2 separate regions of the Mus musculus genome follow, and region 1 is linked to region 2. Evidence: chromatin contacts called from public Hi-C data. All regions are on one chromosome and are shown on one strand. The core of a region is the stretch at or near the end of the contact, and the rest is flanking DNA. Distances in the headings are between cores, read along the strand shown.

Region 1 (7,300 bases), core at 2,393-4,892, 210 kb after region 2:
TGCATGCATACTGCCATAACACTCACGAGGGGTAGGGTGACAGCTTGTGGGAATCACTCTCTTCTACCATGCGGATCCTGGGTATTGAACTCAGGTGGTCAGGCTTGGTGGCCAACACCTTTACCCACTGGGCTACCTGCCTGTCCTTTTGTAATTGTTACCCATGACTTTACATTTTAATTTGCTTCATATTTTTTGGCCCTTTCTCTACCTCTTAAAACTGTGTCTCACTTAAGTAATCCCAGATTGGGCTGAAACTTCTAATTCCTCTGCCTCATCCTTCCATGTGCTGGGATTGCAGGCGTGTACCATCACACATAGCAAGACTATATATCTCTTATACAACTATATCTGCTATTTTCTGGAGTTTCTAATCTATGTTGTTTCTGCACGCTGGGTTATATCCCATTGAATGGACTCATAGTCTGCTCTCCCCCACCGTGGGCTCTCAGGTATAGAATTTTTTTTTAAGATTTATTTATTTTTATTATGTATATGAGCAAACTGTAGCTGTCTTCAGACACACCAGAAGAGGGCATCAGATCCCATTACAGATGGTTGTGAGCCACCATGTGGCTGCTGGGAATTGAACTCAGGACCTCTGGAAGAGTAGTCAGTGCTCTTAACCACTGAGCCATCTCTCCAGCCCAGTTTCTACTTTTTCACTCCTGTGAATGGAGCTGTAATTAATTTCCTTTTCCATGAACTTCAGTGCGTTTCTTTTTTATGTCTGAGTGTCAGGAGTGATGCTCTTTTTAATAACCAACCTATTGCCCCAGGTTCATGCCACTAACTGTCCTGCAGATCTCCCTTAGACTAGATGCAGTTATCCTAAAACGAATGGAAAAGGCCATTCTCAAGCATGCTGACTTCTCTCCCCAGGCTCTGAAGAAAGGCTGATTAGAAAATTTGAAGCTGAAAACATCTCCAACTACACGGCCCTTCTGCTGAGCCAGGATGGCAAGACGCTGTATGTGGGGGCCCGAGAGGCCCTCTTTGCACTTAACAGCAACCTCAGCTTCTTGCCAGGCGGGGAGTACCAAGAGGTGAGAGACATCTGAGGATGGCTAGGGGTGTGTGTTTGTGTGTGTGTGTGTCTGTGTGTGTGTCTGTGGTGTGTGTGGTGTGTATGTCAGGGAGAGGTGTGTGTGTGTGTGTGTGTGTGTTAGTGTGTGTCAAGGAGAGGTATGTGTGAGTCTGTGTATGTGTGTGTGTGTGTGTATGTGTGTGTGTGTGTGTGTTTGGGAAGCTGGCCTGCTGGTCAGGATGCTCTGGACGGGACAGGACAGGAGTGTGGCTCTGTACACCCTCTGTGCCCTTGCACACCTATTTCCCTCCTCCTTCCACAGCTGCTGTGGAGTGCAGATGCTGACAGGAAGCAGCAGTGCAGCTTCAAGGGCAAGGACCCAAAGGTGAGACTGAGGGATCTGGGCAGAACACTGAGCAGATATGGCTGTTATGGGAAGGACACAGTCTGGACATCGCCAGCACTGGGCTTCAGCCCCAGCCCCAGCCCCAGCCCCAGCCCTGTCCTCTATGTGATCCTGGATAAATAGATTCATCTGGTCACCCCTTGGTTTTCTCACCTGTAAGATGGGAATAGTATGCCTATATCCCTGGATAAACCAGTGCATCCAGGGCTCCTGTCCCATTAGCGTTAGCACCAACATGAACCTGGTGAGGTGGTGACAGTGTCTGTAAAGGGTCTCTAGTGGACAGATAAGTCTGGCAGATTCTAGTTTGATTTCAGCCAAGACATTAGATGGTATCCAGCCCAGTCCAGAGTTCTCTTGTAGGACTTGCTGCCATTCTCAGAGGCCTCCCCATCCATACACGCTTTAATCTGGAACAGTCAGCAAGTACTTGTTGGCAGTGTGGGGTGAACACGGTGCCTCTGGCAAGCTAGACAAGTGCTCTGGCCGTGAGACGCGCCTCAGCCCCTCTTCAGCACTTGGTCCTTGCTGTTAGCTACTAGAGACATTATGAAAAAGTAAAACCATGCTGTAATCCCAGAACGTGGGCAGGAGGGTTAGGAGTTCGGGGCCACCCTGGACTACATAGAAGATTGATGGACTGGACTCCATGACATCATTTCAAAAAGCTAAAAAATGAAAGAAAAACCAATGAAAAATCAGTTTATAAGGTGGTCATGAAAAAAAAAAAGAGAAAGAAAGAAAGACAGACAGACAGACAGACAGACAATACCAGGGCTGGAGAGATGGTTCAGCAGGTATGAATATGGGCTGCTCTTCTAGAGGATCAGCCTGTTTCCCAGTACCCACATGGCAGATCATGACCTTCTGTAGCTCCAGTCCCCAGGGACCCGATACCCTCTCTGGCCTCCATGGGCACCTGGCACAAAAGAGGTGCACACATCAATGCAGGCAAAACACTCATACACATAAAATAAACAAGAATGAAAGCAGCTGGGTGGTGGTGCCACACACCTTTAATCTCAGTGCTCTAGAGGCAGAGGCAGGTTCTCTGTGAGTTCAAGGCCAGCCTGGTGTACGGAGTGAATTCCAGGACAGCAAAAACTACACAGAAAAACACTGTCTTTAAAAGACCAAAAAAGACAGACAGACAGACATTTATATAGTGCAAAGACTATTTAGAGGAAGGTAAGGAACTGGACCGTGACATACCCAGACACTAAGCAGGACTTTGGGTTTCACTCTGAGTGAATGAATCGTTTTGGAAACCAGTAGAAAGCTTAGCAGAGAAGCGGCATGGCCGTGTGGTTTTGTACTGTTTTGTGGAACTTCCGATTAATCCCAGGGTCTCACGAGTTAGACAAGTGCTAAACCACTGAGCCACATCCCTGACCCTCTGCTTCTGAGGCAGGTTCTCTCTGTCACCTAGACTGGCCTTTTCACCCAGACTGGACTGGAACTTGGGATCCTCTTCATTCAGCCCCCCCCCGAGTAGCTGGAAATAGAGACGTGCCACCAGGCCTGTCTTGCCTGTGTTCTAAAAGGCTGTCCTTGAGCCAGGCATGCTTGTGTCTCCTTGTAATTCTAGTACTTGTAAGGCAGAGGATTATTCATTCCAGGTGAGCCTGGGCTGTGTGGTGAGACTGTCATAAATAAAAATAAACAAATGGGCCCCGTTGTGTTGATGATAAGTGTCCTCTCTGGAATTGAACACAAGGGAGACCATTGTGGCTCAGGCAGTGACAGTGCCTTAGTCAGGGCACCATCCAAAAAGGGGTGAGAAATGATCAGATTCTGGGTTTTTGTTCATTGAAGGTTTAGCATCCAGGAAGGTGTGGCATTTGAGAGACAGCCAGGCCACGGCCTGCCACTGGAAAGATGGAAAAACTTCAGTGGGTCTTGGGGTGTTGGTGGCACCAATTTGGCAGTTCCTATCAGACACCTTGTAGAGGTGGAGTTTGTGCCAGGAGTTCAGGGCTGAGCAATTCCTCCTGCTTTACCGCCTGTCTCCCCCCTGGGTTAGAGAAGACTCTCAAGAGGATTAAGACACTCTGAAAGGTGGGATTACCCCCTCTAGGGTGCCTTTCACCTCAGAGAAGGAGTATTAGCCAATCTGGAAGCTAACTGAGCCCCAGTGCAGACCCTGCTTAAGCTCTGCCAGCCAGCTCCCGGCCCAGAGCTCCAGGTTTCTTTTGTTCTGCCTTAGGTCTGGGGAGGAGGCCTCAGCCCTGCCCCCTAGTGGCATATGTGGACCTGACATACTCTCCTTCCCCACAGCGTGACTGTCAAAACTACATCAAGATCCTCCTGCCACTCAACAGCAGCCACCTGCTCACCTGTGGCACGGCCGCCTTCAGCCCCCTGTGTGCTTACATTGTAAGTTCCCTCCTCTACCCTGGGGCTTGGCTGCCTGGGGCACAGCCTTTCTGCCAGAGGAACTCTTCCCTAGCCCTGATTCCTGGTGAAGGAGGACCCTGGGGGCAGGCTTCTAGGTAGCAGTAGGCCCTTGAGACCCGTGAGCCCATCATCCTGGCTGCTTCCCAGGTCCTACTAGGTCTCCCTGCCGGGGCAGGGAGGGGTGCATGCAGCCACCTTGCCTAGAGAGCCTGACTGACTTCCAATTTGCTGCCCACTGGTTTCTTTCCCTTGCTGTGCTTGGTGCCCCAGGTCATCTTGTGCACCCTTCAGCGTATGCCCGCCCTGTGTTCCTACCCCATCCCCTAACATGCTCTAGCAGAGGGTGGCATTAATGCTGTTGCGGAACACGGGGCTTGGAGTCAGAAATTTCTGGGTTTGCATTGCATTGCTCTCCCTGGCTCCAGGACTATTTTCCACGCTACATCTCTTCCCTGTTCGCTGGGGAATAGTGCCCACTGCACACACTCCTTCGCGTAGACCCTGGGGTAAGGAGACGTACTTTAGAACCTGTGCACTTCCTTGTTCCGTGTCTTGGTCCTGAGCTACTTGTCTACTCCTCCACAGCACATAGCGAGCTTTACTTTAGCCCAAGATGAGGCCGGCAATGTCATTCTGGAGGATGGCAAGGGTCGTTGTCCCTTTGACCCCAACTTCAAGTCCACGGCTCTGGTGGTTGGTAAGTGGTGTCACAGGCTGGGTGCTTTTGTGCTCCGTGGAAGATACCCAGGGCAGGAGGACCGAATCTGGGGTGTGTCTGGGCTCTGGGCAGTGTGGGTCCCAGAGGTAAGGTGGTGTCCCCATGCTGTGCTGGTTCCCAGAGGGTATCGAGTGACCCTGGGCTGCCCTCTTCCAAGTCCCTGCTTCCGTCTAGGCAGGATGGATGGCGCTGCGGTCACTCTGGGCCCTGAGCAGGGCACAGGGACTGGGCCAAAGGAGCCATTCCCATGGGAACATTCTCTTGGCAGATGGTGAGCTGTACACTGGAACAGTCAGTAGCTTCCAGGGAAACGACCCAGCCATTTCCCGGAGCCAGAGTTCCCGCCCCACCAAGACTGAGAGCTCCCTCAACTGGCTACAAGGTGGAGTTCTGCCTTGGCCCACTGAGCAGTTGCCTAACCCTTGGGAGGGGATGCTGTCCCCGAGGTTCCTGGCCTGACTGTGTCTCCTCCCCTGGCCTCTGCAGACCCTGCCTTTGTGGCCTCGGCCTACGTCCCCGAGAGCCTGGGCAGCCCCATAGGTGATGATGATAAGATCTACTTCTTCTTCAGCGAGACGGGCCAGGAGTTTGAGTTCTTTGAGAACACCATCGTGTCCCGAGTTGCCCGAGTCTGTAAGGTGAGTGGGAGGGCGCAGGGTCATCCACCCAAGGTGCACCCACATCTGTCACCTTCCAGAACCAGTCCCCAGGGAGTTGCAGCCCAAAACCAGTCTGTGGCTCCTCTTCCTTCTCATCCTTGCCTTGAATCTGGAGTGTCTGGGCTCTGGACAGTGTGTCCCGGGGCTGAGCTGGCGTCTCCATGCTACACTGCTGTCCTCTTTTGTTTTTTGTTTTTGTTTGGTTTTTCAAGACAGAGTTTCTCTGTGTAGCCCCGGCTGTCCTGGAACTTACTCTGTAGACCAGGCTGGCCTCAAGCTCAGAGATCTGCCGCCTCTGCCTCCTGAGTGCTAGGAGTAAAGGTGTGCACCAGCACTGCCTGGCTTCTTTTGTTTTTGTTTTTGTTTTTGAGACAAAGTTTCACTATATAGTTTTGGCCATCATGGGACTCACTCTATAGACCAGGCTGGCCTCAAACTCACAAAGATCCGTTTGCCTCTGCTTCCCAAGTGCTGGGATTAAAGGAGGGTACCAACACTCCTGGTTGTCCTCTCTTCTTTTAATTGAGAAAATCTCACATTGAAGGTAGGTGTGAAGGCGCATACTCCAAATCCTGACACTCAGGGAGCCGGGGAGTGGAGGTCTCAAGTTTAAGGCCATCCTGGATAACTTAGCAAGGTCCTGTCTTTTTTTTTTTTTTTCATTTTTTCCTTTTGGTCCTGTCTTTTTGTTTGTTTCTTTTCCAAGACAGGGTTTTTCTTTGTAATCCTGGCTGTCCTGGAACTTTCTCTGTAGACCAGGCTGGCCTCAGATTCAGAGATCCACCTGCCTCAGCCCACAGATTCTATCTTAAAATTTTAAATAGGTATTCCTCTCTTAGGGTCTTGAGTTCAGCTGCCTTCAAACATCCTGTGTCACTCAGGCTAACCTTGAACTTTTGGTGTGCTATCCCACTTAGTTTATATATTGCTGGGGATCAAGCCCAGGGTTATAAACATAAGAATTATAAGCTACTTGGAAAAGAAGTCCTTGGCTTTCTCTTAAACTGGAAACCCAGGAAAGTGTACAAAGAAGTGACCTAGAGTGAACAGCCAACGGCATCACTGTGTAAGAGCCCAGATTCTCAAGTTTGAACTTCCAGGTTCCAACTTAGCTGTTAAATGGCAGTGATAACATCACTAGCTGTTGCATGAATTAAATTCTGCCGTGTAAAGCTCTTAGGGCCCCTGCTATCACAAGAAGAAGCCATTGTTAAAGTGTTCTTTGCTGATCTGTTCAAACTAATGTATTTGTATTAACTCAGTTACAAACCTGAGACCTGAGTTGTGCTATTTCTCCCTGTTTGCTCAGTAATCCGTCAATCATGGACACCTTTTCCTATTATTTATTCATTTATGTGTTCATTGTGTTGAAGCCCTACTTCACTCCCTCCCTGGCTGACTGCAAACTCTTAGACTTGAGCAATCCTCCTGTCTCATCCTCCTGAGTAAACTCAAGCTTCAGGTTTCTGACATGGCCAGTGATGCTAGCATGCCAGATAGCACTGGCCATCGAGCGCTCTCCTGGCCCTTCCCTATTTGGATGGTTTCCCCTGGTCCTTCTTTGCTCGTTGTCCACAGTAGGGAACACACTTTCCTGATGAAAACATACTCAATTTTAGGTGCACATCTGTCCTGGTGCTCTCTCTCATTCTTCATTCCTGTGTGACTCAGCTACTGCTGAGGAGGGCTGGCAAGGAGACACTGTGCCTCCGAGAATGGCCCTCAGCTTGTGACTAAGCCCGTGTCCCCTCTTCTCCTACAGGGCGATGAGGGTGGAGAGCGGGTGTTGCAGCAACGCTGGACCTCCTTTCTCAAGGCTCAGCTCCTGTGCTCCCGGCCTGATGATGGCTTTCCCTTTAACGTGCTACAAGATGTCTTCACCCTGAACCCCAACCCTCAGGATTGGCGCAAGACCCTTTTCTATGGGGTCTTTACCTCCCAGTGGTGAGATGCTAGGATTTAGCTGGGGACAGGAGGGTAAAGAGTGGCTAGAGCCCGCTGATGGCATCTCGAGCCTCACTTCTCAACTCTGAGCACAGAGTTAATTTGGCTGTTTCCTTTGCAGGCACAGAGGGACCACAGAAGGCTCTGCC
Region 2 (6,756 bases), core at 790-3,289:
TCTGCTGGAACCCCGGGAACATATGTGGCACGTCTATTTGGAGGCACAGAGGAGACTAGAGCTCAGACTATTTCAAAACAGTTTCTTTCTCTTCAGTGAGATGCATGCAAAGCACTCATCTTCCAAAGAGGAAGAGGAGACAGAGCATAAAGTCAACACGGGGACCCACAAATTGGCCGTGGGGCTCCCTCAGGTAGGAGCATGTGGATGCTAGAGAGGGAAAACCAGGGAAAGATCTTGAGATTGCAAGCAACAGAAAACCCAAGCCAAACTAGCTAAAGCAAGAACACATACTGATTAACAGAGTGGAAAACCCGGGAGCAGATCCACCTTCAGGTGTAGCTTGATCAAGAGGTCAAGGAAGCTCCAAGTCTCTACCTTCTCAGTTCTGCCTTCTCTTTTAAAACAAGATGGCTGCTGTATTAAGTTCTATTTCATCAAGTGACCCAAACACCTGACACAGCATCTCCAAGGAGGAGCCTTGTTTGGGCTCATAGATTCAGAGGGTTCTATCTATGGATGCTTGGGGAAAGCACCAACCCCACCCCCATCCGCATCCCACCCCTGCTGCCAAAGGGACGGCTCACTTCCTTTGGGGTAGGGTTCTCATTTTCAGGTTTCCAGAACCTCCTAAAACAGCGCCACAAGCTAGGGACCAAGTATTCAACATATGAGCCTGGAGGGATATTTCATAATTAAGCTTTATCTCCTCTTAGGAAAAAAGAGCATGTGTTCCCAATAAGCGAGCTTCACTGGCTCTAAGTGGCTCAATATGAACCAGGAACATGTGATGTCAGCTAAACATGTAAGCACATGCATGTGGTCCCAGCGCTTGGGAGGTGGGGAACCAGGCATTCAGGGTCATCTGTGGGGTTTAAGGCCAGGCTGGGCTATATGAGACCTTATCTCAAAAGAGAGAGGGGGAAGGAAGAGGAGGAGGAGGGAGAAGGAGAAGAGGGGAGGGGAGGGGAGGGGAGGGGAGGGGAGGGGAGGGGAGGGGAGAGGGGAGGGGAGGGGAGGGGAGGGGAGGGAGGGACAAAAAGAAAAGAAAATGTGGCTCTTTTAATCTGGGTACCTATGGCACCAGTGTCACAGGCTTGGGGAGGGGGGGCAAATGAAGGGACTTGTTCTCAGACAGTAGTGAGATACCTTACAAGAAGCAGGATCAGCCAGGCCCGAGAAGACAGTTCTGGAACTCTGGCTACTTGAGAGGCTGAGGCAGGAGGATCACAAGTTAAAGGCCTGCCTGAACAGAATGAGTTCAAGGCTAGTCTGGTCAACTTATCAAACCCTATCTCAAAATAAAAAGTGAAAAGAGGCCTGGGGTTGTAGGCCAGTGGAAGAGTGCTTGCCTAGCGTGAGGCTGTAGGTTCGTTTCTCTCTCACCTGCCTTCCTACATCAGACATGCCCACAGCAGCAGAAAGGATGCAGGGTGGGGTGTGAGAGATTGAAGATGAGAATGGGGGAACAAGGAGAGACAAAGAAGGCTGGAGGAAGGCATGTAACAGGAAGGACTCCACATGGGATTAAAAGAAAAGTGACCAGGGGCTACAGAGATGGCTCCATGGCTAAGAGCACTGGCTACTCTTCCAGACGTCACAGGTTCAATTCCCAGCACCCACATGGCAGCTCACAACTATCTGTTAACTCCAGTTCCATGGAATCTGACACTCTCACACAGACATATGTTCATAAAAGTGAATAAATCTTTTTTTTAAAAAAAGCAAAATGACAAATAGGTTCTAGAGAGGGTACACTCAAAAATTTCACTTGTTAATCTATTTGGAAGTCAATACAGTTTACCTGAGTGTGGTGGGGGTGGAGAGAGGAGGCAGGTTTTCATTGTAAATATTGCAGGCTAGTCTGAAGAAATATTATTTCATCTGCAATATAGTAGAGATACTAGATATTTGCAATGAAAAATAGAAATCAAAATGTACTAGGCCGGGTGACACGTCACAAAGCCACTGGGTGGGCAAGCTTGTCTGTATTGGTTTGGAACGCTGGTGCTCCAGAGAAAGCAAGCTTAATTAACGAGCACGGGCTGGCAGATGGAGGCTCCGGTGGGGACCTGGAGGGGGCTTCGGAGCATTTCCAAGGCCTCAGAGTTTGACAGCAGGCCTCTCCATTATGTAGAATTTTCCTTCCTATGTTGTGGTTTCCCTTTCTCTTGGTAGAGATGAATCTAGAGCGTTCCTTCCTCATGTCTTCTCTTCACAGATGCACAAAGGAGATGGTGACTCTTTGCCACCTCACCGTGACTCCTGTCATCGTGACTCACAAATGCCATCCCTGGAAGGGAGAGGAGGGTAGGAGGCTGTCCCACAGCTCCTGAGCTAAAAGTGGATTCCTAGGTGGCAGGAGAGGGGCAGAGGTCCAGGAGAGCTTTGTGGATCATGAATTGGCCAGATGGAAAGTGTTGTTTTTTTCAGGGGAATGGCCCGTTGTCTCCCTGAGGAAGCTGTAATGCCCTCCTGATGTAAAAGATGTCCACCTGGGCAGTGAGGGTGCACAGCTTTAATCTCAGCACTTGGGAGGTAGACCAGACAGATCTCTGTGAGTTCAAGGTCAGCCTGGTCTTCAAAGAGAGTTCCAGGACTACACAGAGAAACCTTGTCTTGAACACCACCCCTCCCCTGCCAAAAAAGACCCCCCCAAATCAAAACCCAATCAAAGGGGGGTGATAATAGGGGTATTAGTTTAATAGTAGGTCACTCGCTTATCATATTCAAGGCCCTATCTAGATTCGCAGTGTTTTAAAAAAGAAAAAGAGGGGCTGGAGAGAGAGCTCAGTGGTTAAGAACACTGACTGCTCTCCAGGAAGACCGAGTTCAATTCCCAGCACTCCCAAAGCAGCTCACAGCGATCTGTAACTCCAAGATCTGACACCCTCCCCTAGACATACAAGCAGGCAAAACACCAATGCACATAAAATATAAATAAACCAACCAACCAACCAACAAACAAACAAAAAGAGGGGCTGGAGAGATGGCTCCGTGATTAAGAACATTGACTGCAGCCGGGCGTGGTGGCACATGCCTTTAATCCCAGCACTCGGGAGGCAGAGGCAGGTGGATTTCTGAGTTCAAGGCTAGCCTGGTCTACAAAGTGAGTTCCAGGACAGCCAGGGCTATACAGAGAAACCCTGTCTCGAAAAACAAAACAAAAAAAAGAACATTGACTGCTCTTCCAGAGAGGTCCCGAGTTTAATTCCCAGGAACCATATGGCGGCTCACAACCATCAGTAATGGGATCCAATTCCCTCTTTTGGTGTGTGTCTGAAGACAGTAACAGCAACAGTATACTCACATACATGAAATAAATAAATCTTTAAAAGAATGAAATAAAAAAAAAAAAGAAAACAGAAAGTGGGGGTGAGCTTTGATCTAGAAAGAAGTTATTTACACTTACATTTAGTCAAAACACCACTGGTGTGAGAGGATGTTTGTGTGTGTGTGTGTGTCTCTGTGTGTGTGTCTGTGTGTGCACACACTCTCAGCTGCATGTGCTCCTGTGTAGGCTATAGACTGACTTAGGGTATCTTCTCCTATCGCTCTCCACCTTTTTTTTTAAACAGAGTCTCTTGCTGATGCCAGAGCTAACAGGTTTAAGTAACTCTTGATATTTATCTCCACCCCTACCCCAGTCCTAAAGGGATGGGCCAGCACCACCTTGTCCAGCCAGCACTAACACGGGGTGCTGGGGATCTGAAGCTGAACCTCGTGTTTCCATAGCAGACACTGAACCCAGAGAGAATATTTTCTTTTTTTTTTTTTTTTTAAAGATTTATTTATTTATTACATGTAAGTACACTGTAGCTGTCTTCAGACACTCCAGAAGAGGGAGTCAGATCTCCTTACAGATGGTTGTGAGCCACCATGTGGTTGCTGGGATTTGAACTCCGGACCTCTGGAAGAGCAGTCGGGTGCTCTTACCCACTGAGCCATCTCACCAGCCCCGAGAATATTTTCAAAAGCTTGAGTCTAGGGCTGGGGTAGTGGCTTAGTTGGTAGGACATTTGCCTAGCATGTACAGTTTCCACTACCACAGAAACAGGTCAGGGTGGCACACAAGTGTCATCCCAGCACTTGGGGGCTGAAGGCAGAAAGATCAGAAGTTCAAGGCCAGCCTGGACTGCTTGAAACCACCAAAAATAAGTAAAGAAAAGAGAGATGGATGGATAGTCTGACTTCTGAGCCCGTACTTAAAATAGTTCCAGTCTGTTAAAGGGAGGAAGGAGACGGGGGCTGGCCCTGGCTGAGAAGCAGAGGGGGTCTTACTCGGGCTACAGCTTCAAAGGGGAAACAAGAATTAGTCCTGGATGCTAAAGAGCATGGAGACGGGGGGGGGGGGGGGGGGGGCAGGCTTTCAGGTGGTTCCGCATGGTCACTGGGACTATTGAATGAAGGCCAGTGTGAGGCAGGCTTGGCGCAGAAGCTGGCAGGGGCTGGGAACTGTTTTACACAAGCGATTCATCAGGAGAGTATCCAGGTGAGGTGGGCCGGCAGCCACGAGCCACACAATTCAAATCTCATGAGTCCTTAGCCACTGCTGAGGCAGACGCTGGAGAATGGCAGTTCTCCTCCAGTAGCAAGACCTGTGTGGTACCTAAGCCTTAAATATAGCAGCTCTCGAGGGATCCTGCTCTTAACAGACCTTTAGAAAGAGAAACAGACTTCAAGAGGTTCCACGATTCCCATGGATCTGGGGTTTAAATCCTGGTTGACTGGAAATGGAGAGCTGAGCCTCCTTCTGCGGTCGGTTTGCTCTGTGTGAGCAAACAGTAGGGATCTGTGCAGCCTAAGAGAAGGTGCCAGTCTCCAGGGCTTCCACCCACTGCAAGCCGACCTGTCAGGCTGGCTCGGTGGCTCGGCGGGCGGCTCGGCAGGTAAAGGTGTTTGCTGCCAAGCCTGACAACATCGTTTAAATGCTCTGGAACTCACGTGGTGGAAAGAGAAAATCAACTCCAGGTTTTCCTCACACACCCTTTGGTACTTCACACACACACACACACACACACACACACACACACACACACACACGCACGCACATTTCTTAAAACCCCATTTGTCAGCCAGGCTTTGTGGTGCACACCTGTGATCCCAGCACTCCAGAAGCTGATGGTCAGTAGTTTAAGGCCAGTTTGACAGACACAAGATGAATGAATGAATGAATGAATGAATGAATACCTAAGTAAGTAAATCCCAAGGCTCATCTTCCCTTCATGCCTTCTGGATATCAAGGAGGCCACAAGGTCAATCTTTTCCTGGAGGTGACACCTGTCTGGGGGTGCTGGACAGTGAACTCCGAGTTTTGCCTGCGGTTCCCCAGTGCACCCCTGTTACAGGAAGGCCAGGGAAGTGAGGGACAGGCTACAGGAGGAACAGCCACAGCCCTGGCGGCTTCTCTACTTAGAAGGATGTGGGCAGGGGACTCCCTCTGCCACTGCCCCCTTGCCTCTCCCCTCTGGTCTGGGAGAATTTCTCAGGTATGGTGGGTGCTACCGCCCAGATGAGATGGGGGAAGGACAGCAAACAGCTACAGCTTCTCCTGACCTTGTGTTCACGCAAACTTCTCTTCATTTTGTTTTATTTTTTTTATTGGGGGCTGGGGTGGGAGGTATTGAGCTAGGTTTTTTAAATGTAATGGTCCTGACTGTCCTGGAATTTGATTTGTAGACCAGGCTGGACCTCGATCTCACAGAGATCTGCCAGCCTCTGCATGTTCTGGGGATGGTCTAAATGACCTGGCGTGAGACATTTTCTAGAATTTTCTCTTGAGTAACCTGTCTTTTTTTTAAATTCATATATTATATATTACATGATATATATGTGTGTGTATATATATACATATATATATACACACACACACATATATATACACATATATATATATATGTATGTATGCTAACCTGCATCTAATAAAAAATAGTTTTAGAAATATTTAAGGGCTGGAGAGATGGCTCAGTGGTTAAGAGCACTGACTGCTCCTCCAAAAGTCCTGAGTTCAAATCCCAGCAACCACATGGTGGCTCACAACCATCTGTAATGAGATCTCATTCCCTCTTCTGGTGCATCTGAAGACAGCTACAGTGTACTTAGATATAATAATAATAATAAAAAATTAAGGTAGTCTGCCTTTCTGCTTGTCTTGGAACTTTTTCTTCTGGGCTTTTGAGAGAGTTTCATGTAGCTCAGGGTGGCCCCAAATTCATCTGTAATTGGATCTGGCCTGTAAGTCCTGGTCCTCTGGCCTCTACACACCAAGCCCTGAGGTTACACGCCTACCTTACCACACCCACATGACCACTCCTGCCTCCTCCTCTTATTCTTCCACTTCATCCTCTTTCCTCCTCCTCCCTCTTTTTAGAGTTTTGAGGTAAGATATCAAATAGCCAAGTCTGGTCTTACACTCCTGGCCCTTCTGCCTTTGTCTTCCTAGTGCTAGGATGACAGGTGTGTGCCGCCGTGCCTGTTATATTTGTATTTTGGATGAGAATACTGTCTTCCTTTCCTTTTATACCAGCCTCCAGAAGCCCCAAGTCAACCTTGACCTCTCCCCCCACGGCCTCCAGAGTGCTTTGTCATGCTTTATATGTTGTTTAAATATATGTTGTTTGAGGTCAAAGAGCTGGCTCAGCTGTAGAGAGCGCTTGCTGCTCTTGTAAAAGGCCCAAGTGTGGTGCCTCGCACTCATATCAGGTGGCTCACAGTCATAACATCAGTTCCAGAGAAGATCAATTCCCTCTTCTGGCA

Evidence for each region. A called contact is a pair of places that touch in the nucleus more often than the background predicts.
Region 1: a contact with region 2 is called in a Hi-C map of cerebellum, with 2.2 times the contacts expected there. The contact joins two enhancer-like sites. A contact is called at or near these places in 4 of 39 promoter capture datasets (liver, pre-B cells and stem cell-derived epiblast-like cells), 1 of 15 datasets of contacts at CTCF or cohesin (large pre-B cells), 17 of 484 Hi-C or Micro-C datasets (the AML12 cell line, the Ba/F3 cell line, the G1E-ER4 cell line and 12 more) and 4 of 115 datasets of contacts at active chromatin or transcription factors (bone marrow-derived macrophages, embryonic stem cells and large pre-B cells).

Annotation. Positions count from the first base shown.
Region 1 is chr7:80,211,914-80,219,213 of GRCm38.p6, forward strand. Sema4b (sema domain, immunoglobulin domain (Ig), transmembrane domain (TM) and short cytoplasmic domain, (semaphorin) 4B) reads left to right here. Exons shown (of 14, transcript NM_001360135.2): 2 at 883-1,046; 3 at 1,350-1,412; 4 at 3,711-3,809; 5 at 4,416-4,527; 6 at 4,817-4,930; 7 at 5,035-5,186; 8 at 6,970-7,151; 9 at 7,273-7,300. Among named protein-coding and RNA genes, the nearest start is that of Sema4b, 17 kb to the left of the region's middle. Within about 2 kb of position 3,643, at least 112 of the 459 cell types and tissues checked have an H3K27ac peak or open chromatin away from gene starts, as enhancers often do. A contact at or near this core is called in cerebellum, where this site is marked.
Region 2 is chr7:80,000,517-80,007,272 of GRCm38.p6, forward strand. No RefSeq gene overlaps it. Among named protein-coding and RNA genes, the nearest start is that of Zfp710, 22 kb to the right of the region's middle. Within about 2 kb of position 2,040, at least 5 of the 459 cell types and tissues checked have an H3K27ac peak or open chromatin away from gene starts, as enhancers often do. A contact at or near this core is called in cerebellum, where this site is marked.